Linked DNA regions of Mus musculus: all the other regions are linked to region 1. A link is a contact called in public HiCAR-type and promoter capture Hi-C data. All regions are on one chromosome and are shown on one strand. Each heading gives the region's core, a stretch centred on a gene start, on an enhancer-like site or on the middle of the called end of the contact. The rest is flanking DNA. Distances are from core to core; before and after follow the strand shown. Region 1 holds the start of Usp5 (ubiquitin specific peptidase 5 (isopeptidase T)). Region 2 holds the start of Rimklb (ribosomal modification protein rimK-like family member B). Region 3 holds the start of Aicda (activation-induced cytidine deaminase). Region 4 holds the start of Gdf3 (growth differentiation factor 3). Region 5 holds the start of Nanog (Nanog homeobox). Region 6 holds the start of Foxj2 (forkhead box J2).

What was found. Promoter capture Hi-C pulls out the DNA fragments that hold promoters and counts their contacts. HiCAR-type assays count read pairs that join an accessible place to other places.
Region 2: a contact with region 1 is called in a HiCAR-type map of astrocytes, with 4 times the contacts expected there. The contact joins the promoter of Rimklb here to the promoter of Usp5 in region 1. A contact is called at or near these places in 2 of 39 promoter capture datasets (cranial neural crest and second pharyngeal arch cranial neural crest) and 2 of 115 datasets of contacts at active chromatin or transcription factors (astrocytes and embryonic forebrain).
Region 3: a contact with region 1 is called in a promoter capture Hi-C map of pre-B cells, with 11 times the contacts expected there. The contact joins the promoter of Aicda here to the promoter of Usp5 in region 1. A contact is called at or near these places in 4 of 39 promoter capture datasets (cranial neural crest, liver, pre-B cells and 1 more).
Region 4: a HiCAR-type map of embryonic stem cells shows a contact between it and region 1, with 4 times the contacts expected there. The contact joins the promoter of Gdf3 here to the promoter of Usp5 in region 1. A contact is called at or near these places in 1 of 39 promoter capture datasets (embryonic stem cells), 1 of 484 Hi-C or Micro-C datasets (B cells), 1 of 115 datasets of contacts at active chromatin or transcription factors (embryonic stem cells) and 1 of 9 other capture datasets (adipose tissue).
Region 5: a contact with region 1 is called in a promoter capture Hi-C map of embryonic stem cells, with 2.5 times the contacts expected there. The contact joins the promoter of Nanog here to the promoter of Usp5 in region 1. A contact is called at or near these places in 1 of 39 promoter capture datasets (embryonic stem cells), 3 of 115 datasets of contacts at active chromatin or transcription factors (all in embryonic stem cells) and 1 of 9 other capture datasets (adipose tissue).
Region 6: a contact with region 1 is called in a HiCAR-type map of astrocytes, with 4 times the contacts expected there. The contact joins the promoter of Foxj2 here to the promoter of Usp5 in region 1. A contact is called at or near these places in 5 of 39 promoter capture datasets (embryonic stem cells, hippocampal neurons, pre-B cells and 1 more), 1 of 484 Hi-C or Micro-C datasets (cardiomyocytes) and 4 of 115 datasets of contacts at active chromatin or transcription factors (astrocytes, embryonic forebrain, extraembryonic endoderm stem cells and 1 more).

The regions. Positions count from the first base shown.
Region 1 is chr6:124,827,663-124,831,152 of GRCm38.p6, reverse strand. It overlaps Usp5 (ubiquitin specific peptidase 5 (isopeptidase T)), which reads left to right and starts at 1,669. Exons shown (of 20, transcript NM_001326594.1): 1 at 1,669-1,868. The coding sequence starts at 1,758. It overlaps Cdca3 (cell division cycle associated 3), which reads right to left and starts at 977. Exons shown (of 6, transcript NM_013538.5): 1 at 880-977; 2 at 503-650. The coding sequence starts at 622.
Region 2 is chr6:122,484,406-122,487,895 of GRCm38.p6, reverse strand. Rimklb (ribosomal modification protein rimK-like family member B) reads left to right here and starts at 1,591. Exons shown (of 6, transcript NM_027664.1): 1 at 1,591-1,805.
Region 3 is chr6:122,552,251-122,555,740 of GRCm38.p6, reverse strand. Aicda (activation-induced cytidine deaminase) reads right to left here and starts at 1,932. Exons shown (of 5, transcript NM_009645.2): 1 at 1,832-1,932. The coding sequence starts at 1,839.
Region 4 is chr6:122,608,434-122,611,923 of GRCm38.p6, reverse strand. It overlaps Gdf3 (growth differentiation factor 3), which reads left to right and starts at 1,837. Exons shown (of 2, transcript NM_008108.5): 1 at 1,837-2,228. The coding sequence starts at 1,958.
Region 5 is chr6:122,705,805-122,709,294 of GRCm38.p6, reverse strand. It overlaps Nanog (Nanog homeobox), which reads right to left and starts at 1,730. Exons shown (of 4, transcript NM_028016.3): 1 at 1,362-1,730. The coding sequence starts at 1,512. RefSeq lists promoters at 1,590-1,780, 1,696-1,922, 1,585-1,990, 1,653-2,034, 1,516-3,490, cis regulatory regions at 1,839-1,846, 1,932-1,937 and an enhancer at 1,857-1,894.
Region 6 is chr6:122,818,476-122,821,965 of GRCm38.p6, reverse strand. Foxj2 (forkhead box J2) reads right to left here and starts at 1,782. Exons shown (of 11, transcript NM_021899.3): 1 at 996-1,782.

The DNA of each region.
Region 1 (3,490 bases), core at 420-2,919:
ATCTTTAAAAAAAAAAAAAAGTCTGGGCCCTGACCTTTATCTCCTCCCCATATTTCTAGCCAGACCTGCGACTGCCCAGTGCAGGTTAAAGAATGCAGAAAGTTGCCAGGCACGGTAATGGCACATGCCTTTTATCTCAGTACTTGGGAGGCAGGAGGATCTCTATATGTTTGAGGCCAACCTGGTCTCCATTGTGACAGGGCTACATGGTGAGACCCCGTCTTTAAAAAAAAAAAAAAAAAAAAAAGGCAGAAAGTCAGCTAATGAAAAAAGAGATCATGTATTTGAAAGACAGCAAGGAGGGGTATACGGAAGGGTTTGGAGGGAGGGACAGGCAGATATGACAAGATTATATTAGAGCCTCAAAAATAAATAATAAAAGGGGGAGGGATGGAGAAAGTAGGGTTCCAGTGGCAGTGGGAATGAGGGCTCATGTAAACAAGCTAGGCAGAGGCCCGCATCCAGACAGCCTCCCTGCATTCCCCAGCCCAGCCCAGTATACCTGAATAGGAGTGCGCTGGATGCCAGCACTAGGTGAACGAGGGTCTGCTACTCGAGCCACTTGCTTGTTGCGTGGCAGAGGCCGTGCTGGAGTGCCTGAGACGCTCTGAGTCGAACCCATCTCCACTGGGGCTGGGGACGGGGCCCGGCTGTGCAGATGCAGAGGAAGGGACGTCCGTCAGAAGAGACTCAGAGCTTACTGCTTCCGTGTCGGACCTCTGACCCCATACCCACCCGATCTTCCCAGCTTCCAGCAGAGGAACCTCCGGGTCGCTAGCCCAGAGAACTCTGCAAGGATAACGAATGGAGATTTTTAACAGAGCAGTCAGGTCTGCGGGAGCCTTCGTATTTAACCACTAATTCATTCACATTACTTACCGGGCCCCAGCTCGACCTCTGCCCGAACACCAGCTAGAGAAATAACTCCCAAAGCCCGGAGTTTCAAACTTCCCTCCACGCCCCCTGCCCCGACCCTATTGGCTAAGCCGAAGCAGACTCTCATAGGCCAGTTGTGGAAAATGCGCCTTCCGGAGCAGAAAGCCATTGGTCTGAAGGATGTCTATCATGAGGACTGGCCAATGGGCTGAGGACTGGCTTGCCCTCCGGTGGTGGCTCCGTGAGCTGGGGACTTTTGTTTAGTATCAGCCTGACAGCGGTGGACTTGATGGGTGCCACTCGGCCTTTCTGTTTCATTAAACAAAATAGAATGAGTTATCAGACTGTATGCACAAAGCCAGCTGGAGACGGAGTTAATATGGTTTGTCTAAAGCGAAACAGCCATCCTTATTGGTTGACGGAGTTATCACGCATCTCTCAAAATCGCCTCATTGACTACTGCTTTTCAAATACCAAGACAAGTGCTTTCTGATTGGACGAGTCCTTGGCAAAGTTTCAGTAATCAATGCGTTTAAACAATTCACAGTTTCTGCTCTGCACGTAAGGCATTCTAGAGTCCTTGAATCACAGCTCCTGCAACTCCCAGCCCTCCTGGAACCGCCACATGAGCACTTGCCCTGGGAGAGCAGGATTGGTCCTTTCGGCCATCAGTTGTACCCGCGGCGCTTTTTATTGGTATTCGCTGAGTGGGGGCAGAGGGTGGAGCGCCAGGAGGCAGGCTGGGTCCAACTGCCGATCTCGCGCGTCTTGCCTTTAGCGCATGCGCACACTGAGTCGCGCTCATTGGATGCGAGAGACGGAGGGGGGCGGTACTAGGTACAGTGGGAGCTGCTGTGTGAGGAGGAGCTGCTGCCGGTGTCATGGCGGAGCTGAGTGAAGAGGCGCTGCTGTCAGTGTTACCGACGATCCGTGTCCCCAAGGCGGGAGACCGGGTCCATAAAGACGAGTGCGCTTTCTCTTTCGACACGCCGGTAAGCCCATTCCCCACGCCCGCGACGACCACGACTTCCTTCCATTGCCCTGGTCATTCGGCCAGGCCTGCAAACCTTGGGCTACCGCCTCCTTGCGATGCACCCTGGGACTTGTAGTTTTCTCCATACCTCTCTGCTTTTGCTTTTCATTCTCTGTAGCTGTAGTATGACTACCACTCCCGGAAGCTACAGCTCTCGCCTTGCCCACTCCTGGTCTCGTGAAGCATTATGGGCATTGTAGTTGGCCATGTCCCTAGTTCCTATTCTAAGTTCGAATTGTAACCCGTACGGCGAACTACATCCCCCAGGCGACTCCCAGAAAAACCCTTGAATGTGGCCTTGCACGTTGCGCAGGGCTCTCCGGGTTTTGTAGTTTCATGTGGGAGGAGTAGGGGCGACTCCCCGCTGTTCAGGGCAAGGGTTGAGATTGGGAAGGTATGTATCCTGCAGCTTCTAGTCTGGAAGAGGATGCCAATCTGTGAAGAAGTCCGATTTAGAGAAACACTGAGTTAAATAGCCTCCACTAGTGGTTAATTTGGACAGGGGATGAGGAGGTGGGCCATTGGTCAGGGAGGAGGAAAAATACCCAATGGAGAGTTCTAGTCGTTTTTTCCTTTGAAGTGAACTATAGCCGCGACCCCTCCCATTCCTCCGTCCTTCACAGGTTGCCGAGACAACCCCTCTCTCAAGTATTCCTTAGAAAGGGTTTCTTTGGAGGATGCTAAGGCCCCTTTCTCGTCTTGCTCCCACTCTTGTCTAGTTAGACAAAGCCGCCACCCACACCGTGCTTCACGTTCTGCAGGCTCCACCTTGTACCTCCCTTCCTGCAGTTCTGCCTTCCTGTGTCATCTTCAGCCAGAGAGGAGCCTTCAGGCCCTAACTGAAAGGGCCGCAGTTTGGTTGGGATCCGCCCCCTTCATCACCCCTCCCCTCTAGCGGTTGTTGGGCCCTGCCCAGAGCTTTAAGCCAGACCAGCTCATGGCCTGAAAACTGCAAGTCAGACTGGAAAGGCTTCATTAATGCATCCCCAGTGCCAAGTATAGCAGCATAATGTGATGCCCACTTCAGGACCAGTCCTGTGATTTGTGCTTTGCTTGGTTTGCTGGGCTTTGATCAGCGCCCCAGATAAGCTCTGCTTCTCTCAGGTTGGCCTTAGTAGAAGTAAAGGATGATTGCCCGGCACGGTTTTCCACCAGCGATGAAGCCAGCACCTTTTATTTTCATCTGAAGAGTTACTTGAGTGTTCTCACCTTCCTCCCAGGGACGAAAGGTAGAAATCAGTGGGTCAGTGTTTACACTTAAAGACAAGACAGTTGTTCTTGTCTCTCCTTGGTACTTTATATGACTGGAAAATAATGTTTTTGTTTGTTTATTTGTTTTGTAATTTTTCCAGCACCTTCCCTTTTTCATTCTGAGGCAAGGGCTCTCCAGCCTACTTGACGTAGTAACAAACTGAAGCTGGTCAGATCATCTTCTCATTCTTTTTATGGAAGCAAGAGAGTGTAGCTAAGCTTTGTGGTGAGAAATGCTTTATTAATGAACACTGCGGTCTACACTATTCTAGGAGTGGTGCAGTGTAATTTACTGGTCCACTAACTGCCTCAGATACCATACTGTCCTAA
Region 2 (3,490 bases), core at 342-2,841, 2.3 Mb after region 1:
AGCGTCACTAGGGAGGCGAATTTTCTTCAGAAGACCACAGAGGTAACAGGAACAGTCATCCAATCCTAGGTTGTTGTATAGCTCTTAAAATTTATACAATCTCTGTATTCACACGTGGGGAGACAGAGGTAGAGCTAGAACACACTTGTGGGAAGTGGTCTTCTGGCTTGGCAGAGGTGTACAGGTGCCTTATCCTTCGAGCAATTATTTCACCCACCCTCTAGACCAGTGGTTCTCAACCTTCCTAATGCTTTAATACAGTTCCTGATATTATGATGACCCCCCCCCCAACTGTTAATTCCTAACTGTAATTTTGCTACGGTTATGAATCGTAATGCAAATATCTGTTTTCCATGGTCTTAGGTGACCTCTGTGAAAGGGTGGTGACCCACAGAAAACCACCTGCGCTGCTGGTCTTCGGGATCTGAAATCAGTAGCTATGACTTGACACGGGGTACAACATGTTTGAATTGTAGCTCATATCTGATGTCTGAAGTTATTTAGGAATGCATTTTCATTGTAAAGGCTTCACTCATGGTGTAGAGAAGGGACTTAAGTAGTGGACTGTGGTCAAATGTTTCGCCTCTTCTTTGGACGATTTGTTAGGTTTCAGGATGTAGGAAATGCTCCTAAAATATATGATGTTTATTCTGACATCAACTCGCCAAGCTGGCTCTAGCTTCCTTGTCTATCTTTGAACCTGCCCAACCCATAGTATTTATCATATCGCTTATTTTTGAGGCATCGGATCGCCTGCCTGTGATCCTCCTGCCTCAGCCTCCCTTAGTGTACCAAGCTCGCCTGAGGCTGCAGTTAACGCGCCTTTCCATACAGAGGTATTGTCTTCGGTGCGATCGCAGATCCGGACTATTACAGTTACCATCATCTTTGTCCCCAAATCTCTGCCTTCTGGTGAGGCAGGACGCTAGGGAGGGAGGGTGGCTGGCCCCCTTAGCGGGCAGCGCGAGTACCCTGGCCAGACCTCGCGGCCGGAGGCTCGGAGGGGTCGGCGGGCATCAAAGCGCTCACGGCCGCAGCCCAAGGAGGGGCTGCGCGGGGCGGGAGGGCGCACAACGGCAGGGCCTACTCTCGCGGTGCCGAGCGGAACAAACCTCGCCCCCTACCCGTTTTCCAGGCTCCGAGAGGACGGTTTGGGGGGTGGGGGTGGAGCGGCGAGGCGCGCGTCCTTGGAGCGCCCGCGTGCCTCCCCTTCGCGAGCGCGCGCCCCGCGGCTACCCCTCCGGCGGCGGGGCGGTCTCCTCGCAGGTGTCAGGAGTCGGCCGAGCGCGCTCGCCGCCCCGCCCCCCGCCCGCCGCCGCCCCCCGCCCGCGAGTGCGGCGCTCGGGGGCGGGGCCGCGCGGGTCCTCGGCTCGGGCGGGGGGCGCGCGGCGCCTCGGTCTGGGGGACGCGGGGCGGCCTCGCCGGCGTCGTGCGCTGTGTGTGAGTGTGTGTGTGTGAGTGCGTGTGTGTGAGAGAGAGAGAGCGGGGTCGCGCGCGCGCGCGGTCGAGCGACAGGCGAGTGAGGGAGGGAGCGAGCGGCGGCCGGGTGTGAGCGAGTGTGTAGGAACGGGAGTGCGGGCGTCGGGGGGAGGGGGGAGGGAGGGAGAGGCCGGCCGACCGCGAGGCCGTGAGAAAGTGGGCGAGTGGGTGAGGACGCGCGGCCTGGCTGCGGGAGCCGGCGGCGAGGAGAAAGGAGGCGGCTCCCGGCATCCCGCCCCCTCCCCCTCCTCAGCGGACTTCCCGCGGCCCGCGCTTGCTCCTAGGCGGCGGCCGGCCGGGCAGGCGAGGGAGGAGCCGGCGGCCAGGTGAGCAGCGGGCCGCCCGGGGCGGCGGCGGCGGCGGGGGCGTGGGCCGGGGGCGCGCCCTCGAGCCTGAGGCTTCGGCCGGCGACCCGGAGCCGAGCTCGGCGGCGGCGGCGGCGGCGGGAGCGGACTCGGCGCGGCGCGGCGCTGCGCGGGGGCGGGCGCCGGAGGCCGGTGGTCGCTGGGTACCACAGTCGGCGGAAGCTGAGAGTCGGCTGCCTGCGGGAGGGGGCGTGAGGCGGCGGTCGCGGCGTGGAAATTAGGCTGGTTGCCCGTGTCGCCGAGGGGGTGTGGTAAGCTTGGGAATGCTGCTTAGAGTAAAACCTGCCGGCTGCTCGGCTGTCCTCAGGGGTGTGGTTGTCGCCACTGTCCTTGTTTCCTCTGAAGAATTTGACGTGACCGAGGCAGGAGGATGCTACGAGCCTCACCCTGATGTTACTACGTCCATCCCAAGGAGTACAATTTAGAGTAGCGATCGGCTGTTTCTATTTTCTTTTTCTTTAACAACCTTTGGAACAAGAAGGAAGAAGGTTACCAAATTGAATGTTTGACTAGAGTAGATCCCCCACATCCGGATAGAGAACAACTTAAGTCCTATTAATTTATTGTTTCTCATCCCAGGTTTGTAATCCCTGTAATTCATGAATAGAGACGGAGTGTTAAATCAATGAGGTTTTTTACTAACCAACCTGTATATACCTTGAATGTGAATTTTCAGTGCTATTTTCCCAACAATTGCCTGCAGTTTTCCCAATGCCTGAAGTTGGGTTAAATTCCAAATCTATGTGGAAAGTATATCAGTTGAATATGGAGAGTTTTTCGTTGTTTGGCTTTTTTTTTTCCTAGACATTCTTAAATCATTAACCAAAATCCCAAAGATTTAAGTGCCATTTAAGTCTCTTCTCCTTCATAACGGGTACGTTGGAGGTTATTTCTTCTGTTTTAAAACAGTTGATAATATATATTTAAAGATACTTGGAAGAAAACAAGGACATTTCAGTCAGTTGTAACCCAAACCATTGTTAGTCTTTTATAGTAGGTCTCTTCTAGTCCCTCGTGTCATTGCTTCTTAGTTTGTCAAACTATTTTCATCTCCGTTTTCTGGTAGCTCCTTAAGGTACTAGAGTCCATGTGTTGGGGAGTGTTTTGTCCGATTCTGACAAAAAAAAAAGCTACGAGCTAGACAGTCACCCAGTCAACCCAGTCAAGAACCGCCTGGGTCCTCTTTCTTTTTACATCTCATAAAGAGCTCGGTGCCTAACCTACATTTAGCCTGTTGCCCGATGCCCACCAGCTACCATCTGGCTTCTGTTAGTTTATACTGGACAAGTTTTATGGAGAAAAAAAAATTGAGCCCCTGTTGAATATACACTTCAGTAGTTGCATGGGGGGTTAGAATGACAAAGTTATCTCTCCCCCTTACCCCCCATTTCCTCTTTGGCCATTGAACTGCTGGGCCCTGAAGATTGAGGCAGGAGGGACCGAAGGCAAGGAATAGGTTCTTCACTCAGAGAAAGAAGCAGGAGTCACTTTATTCAGGGCATAGCATCGTAACCTGGGAGAAAAGTGGGTGGAGGAAGGACTACGATTTTATGTGAAGAGTGAGAGGACGGGTTTTATTGTGAGTCGCTGTGAGCACTTTAATACTATGGATTCCTAGAGAAACTTCTGGCAGGTGAGTTCACAGT
Region 3 (3,490 bases), core at 683-3,182, 2.3 Mb after region 1:
AGTTTAGAAAGGATGTGTCTCAAATAGAAGAGTTGTGTCTGAACCACAGGAAGATGTAATAGACTGTTTCTATTTTAAGATTCCAGCCACGGTGGGAGGAGCTGCACAGTCCTGACCTGTGGACTGGGCACCTCCATCCAGCACTCCCCTCAACTCTAGCTAGGAGCCTATTTCCAGCTCCCTCTCCTCGGGATGTCCCTCCCGGTAAGGAGGACTTTGCTAGGTGGTGTCCCAAACCTGTAGATCGCCAGCTGCTGAGACAGCTGTGCTCCTTGAGGCAGAACCTTAGCTGCTTCCCCAGCAATGCAAACCAGACTCAAGGGGTTAAAAATAATCCCAGCCTAGTAGCAGGGCTGCCTTGAGTTACCCGCTGCCCTTGCTCCAGTCCATGCCGTGCCATCCTGTGTCTCTCCACTGTCTTGTTTGCTTCTCCCTGAATCTCAGCCTCGTCTTTGCTTTGCATTTTGCCATGCTCATGCATTTCTCTCGGACCCTTCTCCATCAGGACATAGATCTCAGATTTGGTTTCAAAATTCACTATAAACCCAGAAGCAGCTCATGCTGTCTGCCTGCCTCCTGTGAACATTTGTTTGTTTGTTTGTTTGTTTGTCTGTCTGTCTGTCTGTCTGTTTGCTTTTTGAGGGCTCAGGATGTAATTAAGTGGCAGATTACTTGTCTAGCATGTGTGAGGTCTTCAATGTGGTCCCTGATAGGGGTGAGGGAGAGTGGGAGGAGGAAAGGGGGAGGAGAGGGAGGAGGAGAAGGAGGAGAAGGAAAAGGAAGAGGAGGAGGGGGAAGAGGAGAAGGGGCAAAAGGAGGAGGAGGAGGGAGAAGAGGAGGGAAAGAGATGGGGAGCAGGAGAAGGAGGAGGAAGAGGAGGAAGAGGGGGAAGAGGGGAAGGGGAAGAGGAGGGGGAGGAGGGAGAAGAGGAGGGGAAGAGATGGGGAGGAGGGAGGAAGAGGAGGAGGGGGAGAAGAAGAGGGGGTAGGAGAAGGGTAACAAAAAGAAAGAAGGAAGACAAGAAAGGAAAAATCTGGAATCTGAAGAACACCCTGCTACCATTAGCTATATTAACTCCATATTCTAAACCTCATAGCCAAACGGAAGTGAGCTCAAGTGTATGGGCTTTAGGCATAGTGACTCACACACTGGCAATAAATGTAAAAATCAAGAGAGAAATTTCTGATAATGGCTCATCATGAGCTGCATATAAAAGCTTTCAAGAAGCTAAGAAATCTCTGCATAGATGAATTAAACAGTAAAAATGTCACCAAGTGTCTAACAGTTGAGTCTATAACACTAAATTGCCTGTCTTAATGAAATTCTCTCCTTCAATAGACACCATTGTAATGAGTTGCAAGCAATTCATCTCAAATGTTTAGTTTTTTTTTTTTTTTTTTTTTTTTTGAGAAGTACAAATCTTCTTGCTATAACTAAATAATTCCTGTAAAGACTCCCCATGCGAGTCTTAAGATGTTGGATATTTGCCAAATAATTGTGAAAATAACCACTACTGTTTTTAGTAAGGAGTTGCTACGACCTCTTTGTGGCGCGGGCCTCTAAGGCTTCGCTGTTATTACCACAAGCCGGCTCTAGCTCTGCCCAAATCTCAGGACAAGTCAAGGCTTCCTATCTCTAGCAACACAGAGAAGAGAGAAACCGGGGGAAGGGAAGAACTTCGTGGTCAGAGTTAGGTCCAAAACCCAAAAGACCTGAGCAGAGGGTGGCAAGCAGACGAGGAAATTCGCGCACTGACAGGCAAAGCCTCCATCCAGACAGGCAGCCAGCACTACTGGAGCACATGCACAAGCAGATGAGACTGTCTTGTTACCTGTCCATATCGGTCTCCAGCGTGACTTTCTTGACTCCCTCAAAGTCTTAGGCCAAAGGAAGCTTGCTTCAAGCAAGGCTGCTTCAGTGCTGTTGTGTGACAGAGCACTGGCCCCTGGCATTCAAATCTGAGCTTGCTCTTGTGGGCTCCTCCCCCACGACAGCATCACTACCACCAGGTATCCAACATCTGCCTCCTGGGTTGGGTCCAGTAAAGATGGGCGGGGCTGTGGTGGGCAGAGCCACACGGATTAAATGATTGGGGGGCGGGGGGCAGTTCTGCTCATGCTTAATGTCCAACTTCCTTCGAGGCTGTTCCTCTAAAAAGCCAGCCCAGGTACCACAGGTAACAAAGATCAGGAGACAATAGCACTGGACACTTTTCACATTGGTATCATGATAATGAGCTCTGTGAGTGTGTGTGTGTGTGTGTGTGGGGGGGTCCCAGGTATCACACCTAAGGTCTGTGCATGCTTCCTAATTTTAAAATTGTGATAACAAGAATGATAGCAGTCATAGTGACTTAAAGTGGCCTTAAATGCATCTTGTGCTTCTTGAACTTACAGTATCTGTTCCTTCCGTTTGTTACACTCAGTTTTATGCCTCAGTAGAGATGGGGGTTGACCACCACAGCATCCAGAGAGTGAACTTTAGCCTCCTAATTCTCTAATATATTTTTCTTTTTTTAAAATGACATTATAAGATAGCTAGAAAGACTAGTTGCTTGCACCAAAAAGTGATTTATTTTAATTTTGTGTGTGTGTGTGTGTCAAAAAGTATTTTTTTTTTAAAAAAGAACTCTTTTTCCTCATTAAAAATACCTTACTGGAGGCCTGGAGAGCTGGCCCAGTGATTAAGAGCACTTATTTCTATTGCAGAGGACCAGCAGGCGGTTGAAAGCCACCATGTGTGGTTGCTGGGATCTGAACCCTGATCATCTGGAAGAACATCCTTTGCTTTCTTCCTTCCTTCCTTTCTTATACTCTTCCTTCCTTCCTTCCTTCCTTCCTTCCTTCCTTCCTTCCTTCCTTCCTTCCTTCCTTCTTTCCTCCCTCCCTCCCTCCCTCCCTCCCTCCCTCCCTCCTTCCTTCCTTTCTTCCTTCCTTCCTTCCTTCCTTCCTTCCCTTCCTTTTTTTAGATAGGGTGTCATTATGTAGCTCCTCTGGCTGGTCTGGAACTTTCTATATAGACCAGACCAGTCTTGAGCTAGAGACTGGATCCCGTTGCATGCACACAGCACATGCCCCTGCCCCTATTTTGTTGCTGTGAAATCTCTCTGTGCAAAGTCTCATAGTTCAGGACTTGGCTTACTCCCTGGCAGTTTAGCCTTCCCTGGATATCATATCTGAAATGTTAATGAGCCCCCATCCTCCTTCTTCCTCTAATTAATTTCCTCTGCATTATCACATCACTATCAGAGACACAATTTCCCTCACTAGTGAATTAATGAATTCCTGGGAAAAAAATTTCAGGGCACCGGGAGTAACCAGCACCAGCCGTGACATTACAGGGTTAAGGGAACCCAGGTGGTGGGTGGACAAGTCCCTCTAACTTGTCTCACAGGATGAGGCCCGGACCTTTGCCCTACTTTGGCCAATTGTCCAGGGAATGACATACTGAGACACACGTACACAGCCTCCCAAAGGGCCGACTTGATGGA
Region 4 (3,490 bases), core at 588-3,087, 2.2 Mb after region 1:
ATAGCCTTGAACTCACGACTTGCCTGCCTATGCTGGGGCCACACCCCCCTTTCACCCTGTCGACAATTCTGTGCTTTTCCACACAAAGCTCCTTTGGGCAGTGTGAGTCCCAACCTGCGGACTTCCGACTGGGTCCCTCAACCCGTTCCTGAAGCAAATTTGTTGGTTCTAGCTTTAGTTGAGACAACATTCAGTGAGAGGAAATGAAGAATTTGATGCTGCCCAGGTGATACCGGATGGGACCAGAGCTCACCCCAGGACTGAGATCCTAGTCAAGAAGAATTTGGTTAGACACTGAAATCTAGAAGAGGAATGTAGGCTTTTTTGTTGGGTCGGTTGAGACAGGGTCTCATTTTGCAGCCTAGGCAGCCAGGAACTTCAGAGGCTTTGAGGTTCTTAACCTGTGTCCGCCTCCTAAGCAGCTGGGATTGTTGGACTGTAATCACTAGGCCTGGTTAAAAACATCTTTTTTTTTTTATGTTGGGATTTTTTTTTTTTTACAGTGTTACCCAGGATCTTGAGTATCCACCACTGAGCTACACTGCCAGTTAGTGTTTTTGTACTTAGACTATGAAGTATAAAATTATAAAAATGTATTTTTATTGTTTTTAATTTTGCATAGGTTGTGTGCCTGCATATGGGTATGTGCACATGTGTGCAGGTGCCTGCTGAGTGAGGCCAGATGCGTTCAATCCCCTGAAGACAGCTATAAGCTGCCAGATATGGGCTCTAGGAACCAAATTTGGCTCCTCTGGAAGAGCAGCAAGTGCTTTTAACCACTGAGTCCTCTCTGCATCCCAAACTAAGAGAATCATAGTGAACTGGGCGTGGCAGCACACTGACAGCTCAGTCACAGTTTTCTGGACAGTGTGGAAGGACTACCTAAACCCAGGATTCTGACTCCCCTGGGAAAGATAGCAACCCCACCCCCACTCTAAGTTAGGTCTCAATGTAGCTCAAGCTAGCTTCAAACTTGCTATATGATTGAAGTTGGTATTATATTTTTATTCTTCTATCTCTGCTTCCTGAGTACAGGGATAAGAGGTTTGTAATTAGTTCCTGCAAGACACCATTTCTGGAAGGAAGGAAGGAAGGAAGGAAGGAAGGAAGGAGGGAAGGGAAGGGAAGGGAAGGGAAGGGAAGGGAAGGGAAGGGAAGGGAAGGGAAGGGAAGGGAAGGAAGAAAGCAATCGAGAGAGAGAGAGAGAGAGAGAGAGAGAGAGAGAGAGATTGAGAGATTGATTGATTACAGGGCTAGGAGTGACCAGAGTGCTTGCCTAGCGTGTTTTCAGCCCAGAGTTCCATACCATGCATCTCATCCAATCTCATTGGGAGCGATAGGTAGACTAGATTAGAAGTTCAAACTTGGGCCAGCAAGGTGCCCCAGTGGGTAAAGGTGCTTGCCACCAAGCCTGATAATCTGAGTTCAATTCCTGGGACCCATTCGGAAGACGAGACCAACTCCTGCAAATTGACCTGGGAGCTCCGCCCCTGTACTGTGGCATGCATAACCCACTCACAGGCATAATAAACAAACAAACAAACAAACAAACAAACAAATATCTTGTTAAAAGAGAAACAAGTTGAAGGTCAATCTAGGACACAAGAGACCCCCTCTCAAAATTACACATATAATAAATTATTCTCTACTGTGCTCCCAGAAGTTATCTTATTGCCTTGCATATCACAGACACACTAATGTCTGTGTGTTGAATGAGTGTGTCTTCCTTTTCACTCACGCTGTACACTGCTGACCAACCCGCGGGGAGTAGAAGGAGAAAACACACACACACACACACACACACACACCATCTGTCTTTTCACATTGAATTGCCTCTGAGGGGCTGAGAAGAGAGCAATTCACACTTGATTAGCTCCCAGGCTCCTGAATTGAGCAGAGGAGGCTAGACCGCTGAGCTGCGCACCCCAGAGGCTGCTCTACCCTGGCTCAGACGACCATGCAGCCTTATCAACGGCTTCTGGCGCTTGGCTTCCTTCTGTTAACCCTGCCCTGGGGCCAGACATCCGAGTTTCAAGACTCTGACCTTTTGCAGTTTCTGGGATTAGAGAAAGCGCCTTCACCTCACAGGTTCCAACCTGTGCCTCGCGTCTTAAGGAAAATCATCCGGGCTCGAGAAGCCGCTGCAGCCAGTGGGGCCTCGCAGGACTTATGCTACGTGAAGGAGCTGGGTGTTCGTGGGAACCTGCTTCAGCTTCTCCCAGACCAGGGTAAGGAACCCGAGGGTTTATCAGAGAAAAATCTCAAGTGGGTGCTGTGGAGCAGGGAGGAGGATACAGATGGACACCATGGCTGGCCGGAGTCTGGCCTTGGATCTTGCACATTCTGTCTTGGTTCCAAGATCAGCCCAGAGGAAGGCACGTGTTCTTATCACCTCTCCACGCTAGTCTAACTACCGCGGTGCCGGTTTAGCAGAATTTAATTTACAGTTAACAGAGAGTGGGTTTAGACTATAGGTCAGCATTCCGAGAGCTAGACAATGTCACACCTTGGGTGAGACCGAATTCAAGGTAGGTTTTAAAAGTCAGCGGTTCCCCACCACCTCCCTTCTCTTTTCTCCTGCTTACTCTCTCCCTGTTTTTAATATGTTTTTGTGCATGCCTATCCTAAGAGTTCAGAGGTGTCAGATCCCCTGGAGCAGAAGTTACAGGAGGTTGTGAGCTGCCCAACCGCATGGCTGCTGCGAAATGAGCTCCGGTCCTCTTAAGCATGCAGCCATCTTTCTTTCTATCCCCTCTGTGTTACTTTTGTTAGATGCAAAAGCACGTCTCTTTGTGTAGCCCTGGCTGTCCTGGAACTTGCTATGTATACCTTAGAGCAAGAGCCACCTGCCTCTGCTTCCAAGTACTGAGTGCTAGGATTAAAAGCCAGCACATCTCTTGATTTTATCTATTTATATTTTATTAATTATTTTATTTCATTTTGTTTGTTTCTTCAACACAGGGTTTCTCTGTGTAGCCCTGCCTGCCCTGGGGGTCTCTTTCTAGACCAGCATGGCCTTGGATTCAAGAGACACCCCCTACCTCTGCTTCCCAGGTGCTGGGATTAAAGGCAGGCGCCATCATGCGTGACTTGACTTTTTAAAAATACAGACCAATGGTGTTAATCTAAGGCACAGTTACACTCTTATAAAATTCTGAGGGACTGCCATCCCATAGCTTTTTAAACTGACCACCAAATTGCACAAGCCACCCGTTTGATGTTTGAAAAGTAGTTTCTTCTAGCCTTAGGCTGCGGTCCTTTCTTTCCCTACTTGATTCTTATTCAAAGTTGGAGCCTCTTGGGAGAGTCCACATTCCTGCATTGGCATTCAGATGCGTAGTCTTTCTGGTAACTGTTTTTTTCCTGGCTTGGGTGGATTTTGTTTTGAGACACTATCCTGGTCTGCAGCTCTTTCTTGCAGCTCAGACTGGCCACAAGTTTTACAGCAATCCCCCTGCTGCAGTTTCCCAAGGGTTGAGATTATAAAACG
Region 5 (3,490 bases), core at 481-2,980, 2.1 Mb after region 1:
TAGAGTAAAATTTCGGTTAACCAAATTCGTTTCTCTTATCCTTGACCCTCTAGCTCTTCGGTTAGCTTTTTTGTTTTTTTCCAGGGCCTTCAGCAAGAGACAAGTGCTCCTCCACCAAGCTTTGCCCCAACATTTCCTAGATCCAGCAGCAGGTAGAAGACACCTCCTACACTGAAGACATCTGTGCTCCACGCTGATGGCAATGCTGAGGTTAGCCTGCAGTCTAGCAAATAAGTAGACAGCCCTGAAAGCAGCTTCTAAATGGAAAATTATGCCATCTGCTGGCACTAGGGGCACGCACTACAAACACACATGCTCTACACACATGCTCTAAAAACACACATCACTTACAAAGGCTATCCCCACCCGTTCATTCCTAACCCAGCACTTTTCCCACCTCCAAAATCAAAAATTGAGGGAGGCAGAGGCAGAGGCAGGCGGATTTCTGAGTTTGAGGCCAGCCTGGTCTACAAAGTGAGTTCCAGGACAGCCAGGGCTACACAGAGAAACCCTGTCTCGAAAAAACAAAAAAAAACAAACAAAAAAAAAATCAAAAATTGAACCCATAAATCAGAAAAATCAAGATGACAGACATTAACTTAAAAGCTCAGAAAAAAGGGGACACACACTTCCTAGCGCTCCACACACCCAAGCACCGCTGCACACACCCGAGCATCACTGCACACACCCGAGCATCGCTGCACACACCCGAGCATCACAACACGCACCTGAGCACCGTGGCACACACAGCCTAGCAGCCTCTTGGTTCTACCATTTACAAGCCTGAGTACTGGGCTGACTCTGTACAGACAATGAGCTTCAGACCTTGGCTCCAGATGCTAGCTATAAGAATGAATGACTTAAACTGTGTACACTTGTTTGGGGTTTGGAAGGAGCACTGAGCTCACAAACCCAGAACTGCTAAGTGACATCCATATTCCCAAAGGTTGAGAGAAATGCTAACTGCTTCTGCTGGAGAAAACGGCCATTTGGGCAAATTGCAAACTAACTGTATAACCTCACCAAAAAAATGGGGTGCTCATTCCAAGCTAGGATGTTAGGTCTCCCTGCTACTGAAGACACCACTCACTGCCCCCGAACATATTCCAAAGAGCCCAAATATTTAGGTTCTCAAATACACACAAGAGCCTTATATTGCTCCGTCCTGTGTCCCGGATCTCTATTTCAGACTAGAAGGCCAACGTATCACCGGTCAAACTCAGAGGGGTTTCCAGAAGAGTGATAAGGACACCCGCTTATGTTAATGACTACTACGGTTCATAAAGAAGCAATAACCCTTCAGCCCGTTTTTTCTACTCTTACCCTAATTTACTGGGTTCTTCGGGGACTGAATTCCTTACCAGCCTCTGTGCAGAGCATCTCAGTAGCAGACCCTTGTAAGCAAGAATAGTTCTCGGGATGAAAAACTGCAGGCATTGATGAGGCGTTCCCAGAATTCGATGCTTCCTCAGAACTAGGCAAACTGTGGGGACCAGGAAGACCCACACTCATGTCAGTGTGATGGCGAGGGAAGGGATTTCTGAAAAGGTTTTAGGCAACAACCAAAAAACTCAGTGTCTAGAAGGAAAGATCATAGAAAGAAGAGTTAAATGTCTAATGCAAAATTATCAAGAAGTCAGAAGGAAGTGAGCCGCAGCCTTCCCACAGAAAGAGCAAGACACCAACCAAATCAGCCTATCTGAAGGCCAACGGCTCAAGGCGATAGATTTAAAGGGTAGGTCCTGCTCCTCCCCCCTCAAGCCTCCTACCCTACCCACCCCCTATTCTCCCAGGCACCCAGGCGGCACCCACGCCCCACCAGCCCTGTGAATTCACAGTTAATCCCACCTGCAGGGTCCACCATGGACATTGTAATGCAAAAGAAGCTGTAAGGTGACCCAGACTGGGAGGGAGGGAAAGCTTAGGGGGCATCCTCTGATCTAAAGACATCCCCCCCCCCCAAAAAGAGGCTTTACCTCATTTCACTTTATTCATCTTTTAACCACGGCTGCACCTCCAGACCCTGGCGATCTCTAGTGGGAAGTTTCAGGTCAAGTGGGGGATCTGAGTTTCCTCTTCCATTCTTTCTACAGACATGAAAGAGTCAGACCTTGCTGCCAAAGTCTCTGTTTATACACGGCTTTCCTTTCAGCACTCAGCGTTTCTTGCTTGCTCTTCACATTGGGAAACCTGGGGAAATCTTCCCTCCAAAAGTGCGGCTTTTTAACGCAAGTCTGAAGAAAGAGCCTGTGTCCTGCTTAAGACTCGGGCTACCTTAGTAAGTTGGTCCATGCTTTGGTTTTGAGACAGGTTTTTCTCTGTTGCCTTGAGTAGCTTATACTCAGTATGTAGACCAGGCTTGTCTACCACCATGCCCAATTTAAGGAGTGTTTAAATTAATGTAGAGGCCTTCTGTTTTGTTTTGAGACAAGTTCTCACTGTAAAACCTAGGCTGGCTTCAGACTTACTGCAATCCCAAGTGCCTCAGCCGTCTAAGCAATGGAAGAAGAAATTTATCGTATTTCAAATTTGGTTTTGGTCATTTCTTTGAGATAGAGTTTCACGTACCCGAGACTGGCCTCACAGTCTATTGCTCTAGCTGGTCCCAAACTCCTGATCTTCCTATTTCCACATCCCAAGTTCAAAGTTTGCCGATCAGTCCTTGTGCTCACAGATAAGTGAGTGAAAGCACTCTAACCCAGCTTAAGTCGGCTTCTGTGTATAAGCAGAGAGGGAAGGGCCGTCCTCTCGTAACATCTCCCATGTGAAGACTCTACCACAGTGAGTATTGGTAGGAGTGGTTCTTCCTGGGTTTTATTCTACAAAAGACTAAGCTTGAATGGCTCTTTTTGGTTTGGGGTTTTTTTTGGGGGGGGCGGGGCGGAGCGCGGGGGTTGGTGGTGTTTGTTTGAGTTTTGTTATTATTCTAGGCAGGGTTTCTCTGTGTAGCCCTGGCTGTCCTGGGACTTGCTCTGTAGAACAAGCTGGCTTCCAACTCACAGAGAGCCAACTGCCTCTGCCTCCCATGTGCTGGCATTAAAGGCCTGTATGTGCCACCACTGCCGCCATGGCCACCACAGCCACCATACTACTACTGTCTCCACTGCCACCACTGTCTCCACTGCTACCACTGCACCACACCATCATTGCCACCACTGTGCCATGCCACCAATGCCACCACTGTGCCACAGCACCACTGCCACCATCGTCACCACTGTCTGCCTCTGCTGCCACCCCTGCCACCATTACCACCACTTCCCTTCTTCCACTGCCACCAATGCTACCAATACTACCACTGTCAGCACTGCCACCAAGCCACCATTGTTACCACTGCCTCTGCGGCCACCACGGCTGCCACTACCACCGTTGCTACCACTGTGCCACCATGGCTACCACTGCTGCCCCACTACCATTGCCACTAAAGCCTGCAATGCCTCCACTGCCACCACTGCCACCTCTGAGCCACACCAACCCTGCCACCAATGCCATC
Region 6 (3,490 bases), core at 533-3,032, 2.0 Mb after region 1:
TGCCACTCTGGCTCAACCAGGAAGATTTCTTAGCACGTTTTCTCCTGCTCTTTCTAAAGATTTTTGATTTTGAAGAAAATTTTCAACACAAGGTTCCTGGGACCCAGAACTAAACGAAAAAGCAAGAAGAGAGATGATGAGACCAGTAGGTGTTTTCCTGGAGGAAACTCTAAAATAAACTCCTCAGAGGTCAGACCTCCCTGGTGGACAGCTCATGAAGATAGAGGGACGGGTGGAAGGAAGCTAGGAAGCACCTTCTTCTCTTCCTCCATTCAGCTGATTTTTCCAGCGAATGGCAGGACACATGAGGGGACTAAGGCAGATTTGGTATCTAGGAAGACTCCAGCCCACCAAGGTGCATTGCCCTGACAGTTCCTTCTCATTCCAGGACATGTGCATTCGCATTTCCCTTTGGATTTTACACAGAGAGGCAGATATCCAGCCTGAAGTAGGGTTGTCAAAAGGGGCCTCCCTCCTGGTATCCAAGACAGAGTGGGCGGGGACCTGTCGCCAGTCAGGCAAGCAGTCATTGTAATAGACTGGAAAGAAGACGTCTGTTGAATATTAAACTGACTTAGGCATGCCCTGGACGATACAATACAATCCATAAAATGCCCCCACGACTGCAGGTCATTTACTGCAGGTCCAGTCACCAGAGGACAAGACCCAAAGATGGACAGTGCTGTGGGATTCTGACTGTGCTGTGTCCTGAGTTACTAACACCATGGCGTCCTGAAAACGCACCTGTTGTCTGTTCTCAGTCCAAAGCATCAACTTCTCTAGGGGCTGCAAATGACCCAACCCTTTGGACTCCAAAATCTTAAAAGGCCATTTCTCAGAGTCTCTGAAGCAACATGTGGGTTCCAGTGCAAAAGTTCCATCGGAAGACATTTCCCAGGGGTCTTTCTTCTTCCCTTCGAATGAACCCTAAGCTCCACCATTTCCGCTCCCCACACCTCCTGGTGTCTAAAGACTACAGAACGGAAAGCACTAACCTGTCTCCAAGGCTCCCCCCGCCGCTGGAGGAAACCACCTGGTACAGAAGTTTGAGGTTGCAGGGATTCCCCTCTTCAGAGGCAGGTGACAGGTGGCATCCTCAGTGACTCTTCCAGTGCCTGGCGGAGCCTCCCAGGCTGGAGCAGGGAACTGAGTCCCCTGAGGAAGAGGAGTCGAAGGAGGAGGAGGGGGAGAGGGAGGACCTACCTGGGGAAGATGGCACACCCCCCACCCCCTGCCTGCTACCCTAGGGAGGAGGGGAGGAGCCTCTCCCAGCCAGGAGTTGTCTCCTCCCCTTTGGGGGAATCCCCCTCCCCCCCCAAACTGGATCTTTCAGGGGCTGAGGGCTCTTTCTGTCAGTTGGAGATCTGAGTGGAGGGGCTCTGCCCCGGTCCACTGTCTAGGTGCACGGAAGTTGAGGGGCGAGGTCTTCTACTCTCCAGCAAACTGGAACCAATTCCTGGCGGTTCCCTGGAGGGTCCTGGCTTGTGCGTATCAGGACGCCTCTCCGCGGTGAGTCCCGGGTGGGATGCGGGGTGCCTACTCCACAGGCATGGCTCCCTTTCTCTCTGCCTCAAAAGTCCCAAACTGTCTGGAGTGCGCTGAGGCGTGAGGGAGGTCTCACTCCGGGTCCTTCAGGTCTCACTACCCTTCCCGACTTCTGGGGGTCTCCGCTGGAGCCACCGTGGGAGGGACAGCCGCGTGCCCTGCGGCGATCTCTTCTGGCTGTCCGGGGAGTAGGGAGGGTCCTCCCTCCCAAGGGAGAGGGAGCAGGTCCCGGCACAGGGTGTCCCGAGGGTGGGGTCCTCGCACTCCGGCTCCCGCCCGCCTGGCCGGCCGGCCTGGACAGCAGGGTCCCGGAGGCCGCGGTCCGGGCTCCCGTCACCCGCTGCCGGGCGGCAGCGCCTCCCGGGTCACGTCCCCCGTCCGCCGCGCTTCCCGGAGCGTGGGGCTCCCCGCGCTGCCACCTCTGAGGCTCCGACCGGTCGGGGCAGCCAGGAGCCGGCAGGCGGACGGAGCGCGTCGGGGCTCGGCTCGGGCTCGGCTCAGCTCCGCTGCAGGCCCCGGCTCCTCCCCGGCCTCGGCGCCGCGCTCCGCGCCCCTCCCCCTCCCGCCGCCGCGGCCGCCGCCTCCCGGCGCGGGTTAAGGAGGAGCGCGGAGCCCCGCAGCCCACGGGTCGCCGACCCTCCGTCCCGGGCACTGGCGATGCCAGCGTCCACGCTAAGGGCCACACACACCTCTCATTGTGCTGTGGTCTACGCCTAAGACAAGTATTCCCAGTTTTCTCAGAAACGCATTTGATGGCTCCTCTCTTTCTCTTCCAGACAGCTTATAAAGGGTTATAGGGCCGGGCGTGAAGTTAAAGTTTACTCTTATCCTGGAGGTCAGTGAAAGATTGGATCGAGGATGTATAAAAAGATAAATGAGTCTGTTATAGAGAAATGAGCATCGGGAAATGGGGTCTTGTGTTAGTTTCGGCTCTGCAAACTTGTGCAAGGCCCTAGTTTCTGGAAGCATAGCCTGTGAAGAAGGGACTATGATACTCTGGCCTGCCTACTAATATGGATGTCGCAGTCACCAAAGGAAATGATTTACGAGTTGCTTTTTAAAATGGTCTAGTACACAAAGGGTTCAAAGCATGATTATTCATTTCCCTTATAAAATGTCATTTTTTTTTACCTTTGTGCTAAAGTCAAGTGACATTTCTATAGACTATGTTATCCTGAGTGCCACAGGGAGATAGAATGGGCTCTCAGCACATCCCTCTACTTCTTACAGAATAATCTCCATCCTGGGACAGGAAATAGAACCAGGTTAGCCCATCTCTTACCTCCCCAGTCATGCTATTCCAGTACAAACTCTTAGGTATATCACCCTCTGGCTTACTTTTCTCCAATTGTGTTCTATTATAAAATGATAAGACAAAAGAAATTGTTCACTTGATATTTGAATTGCTCAAAAAGATGACAGTTTGATGACTCCCTGTAGAAAGAGATGTCATTTGTCTTCTGGCTAAATATATGCCTACTGCCATTTACTTACATTCTTGTACATATAACCACATTACACATACAACGTCTGCATTAAGGCTTCACACTCTCCGTGTGTTATCACACTTGATTCTTACTGGCAATTCCATGCAGCAGTATCAGGCCTTTAGAGTGTAACTACAGCTTGAAGATATTGTTTGTGTCTGAGTTCATGTAATTCGCACCATTATGCAATTCGTAGTGTTACTTTGTGTCAGGTGTTGAACCCAAATGGCCTTAGAGCCAGGGTCTAAACCTCTAGTACATTGTTGGCTTAAACTGGGAAAACATGTCATTCTCAAATTGCCAGTCAGTGAGCCCCCTAACAAAGCCTCTTCCCTCCCCACACTTCCAGTATCCATGTGAAAAGATTCATTTCCTCCAGCCTAGTGGCACCCACTTGTGAGTATCTTGAGTTCAAGGGCAGCTAGAGGAGGATCTTGATTTCAAGGGCAGCTAAACTA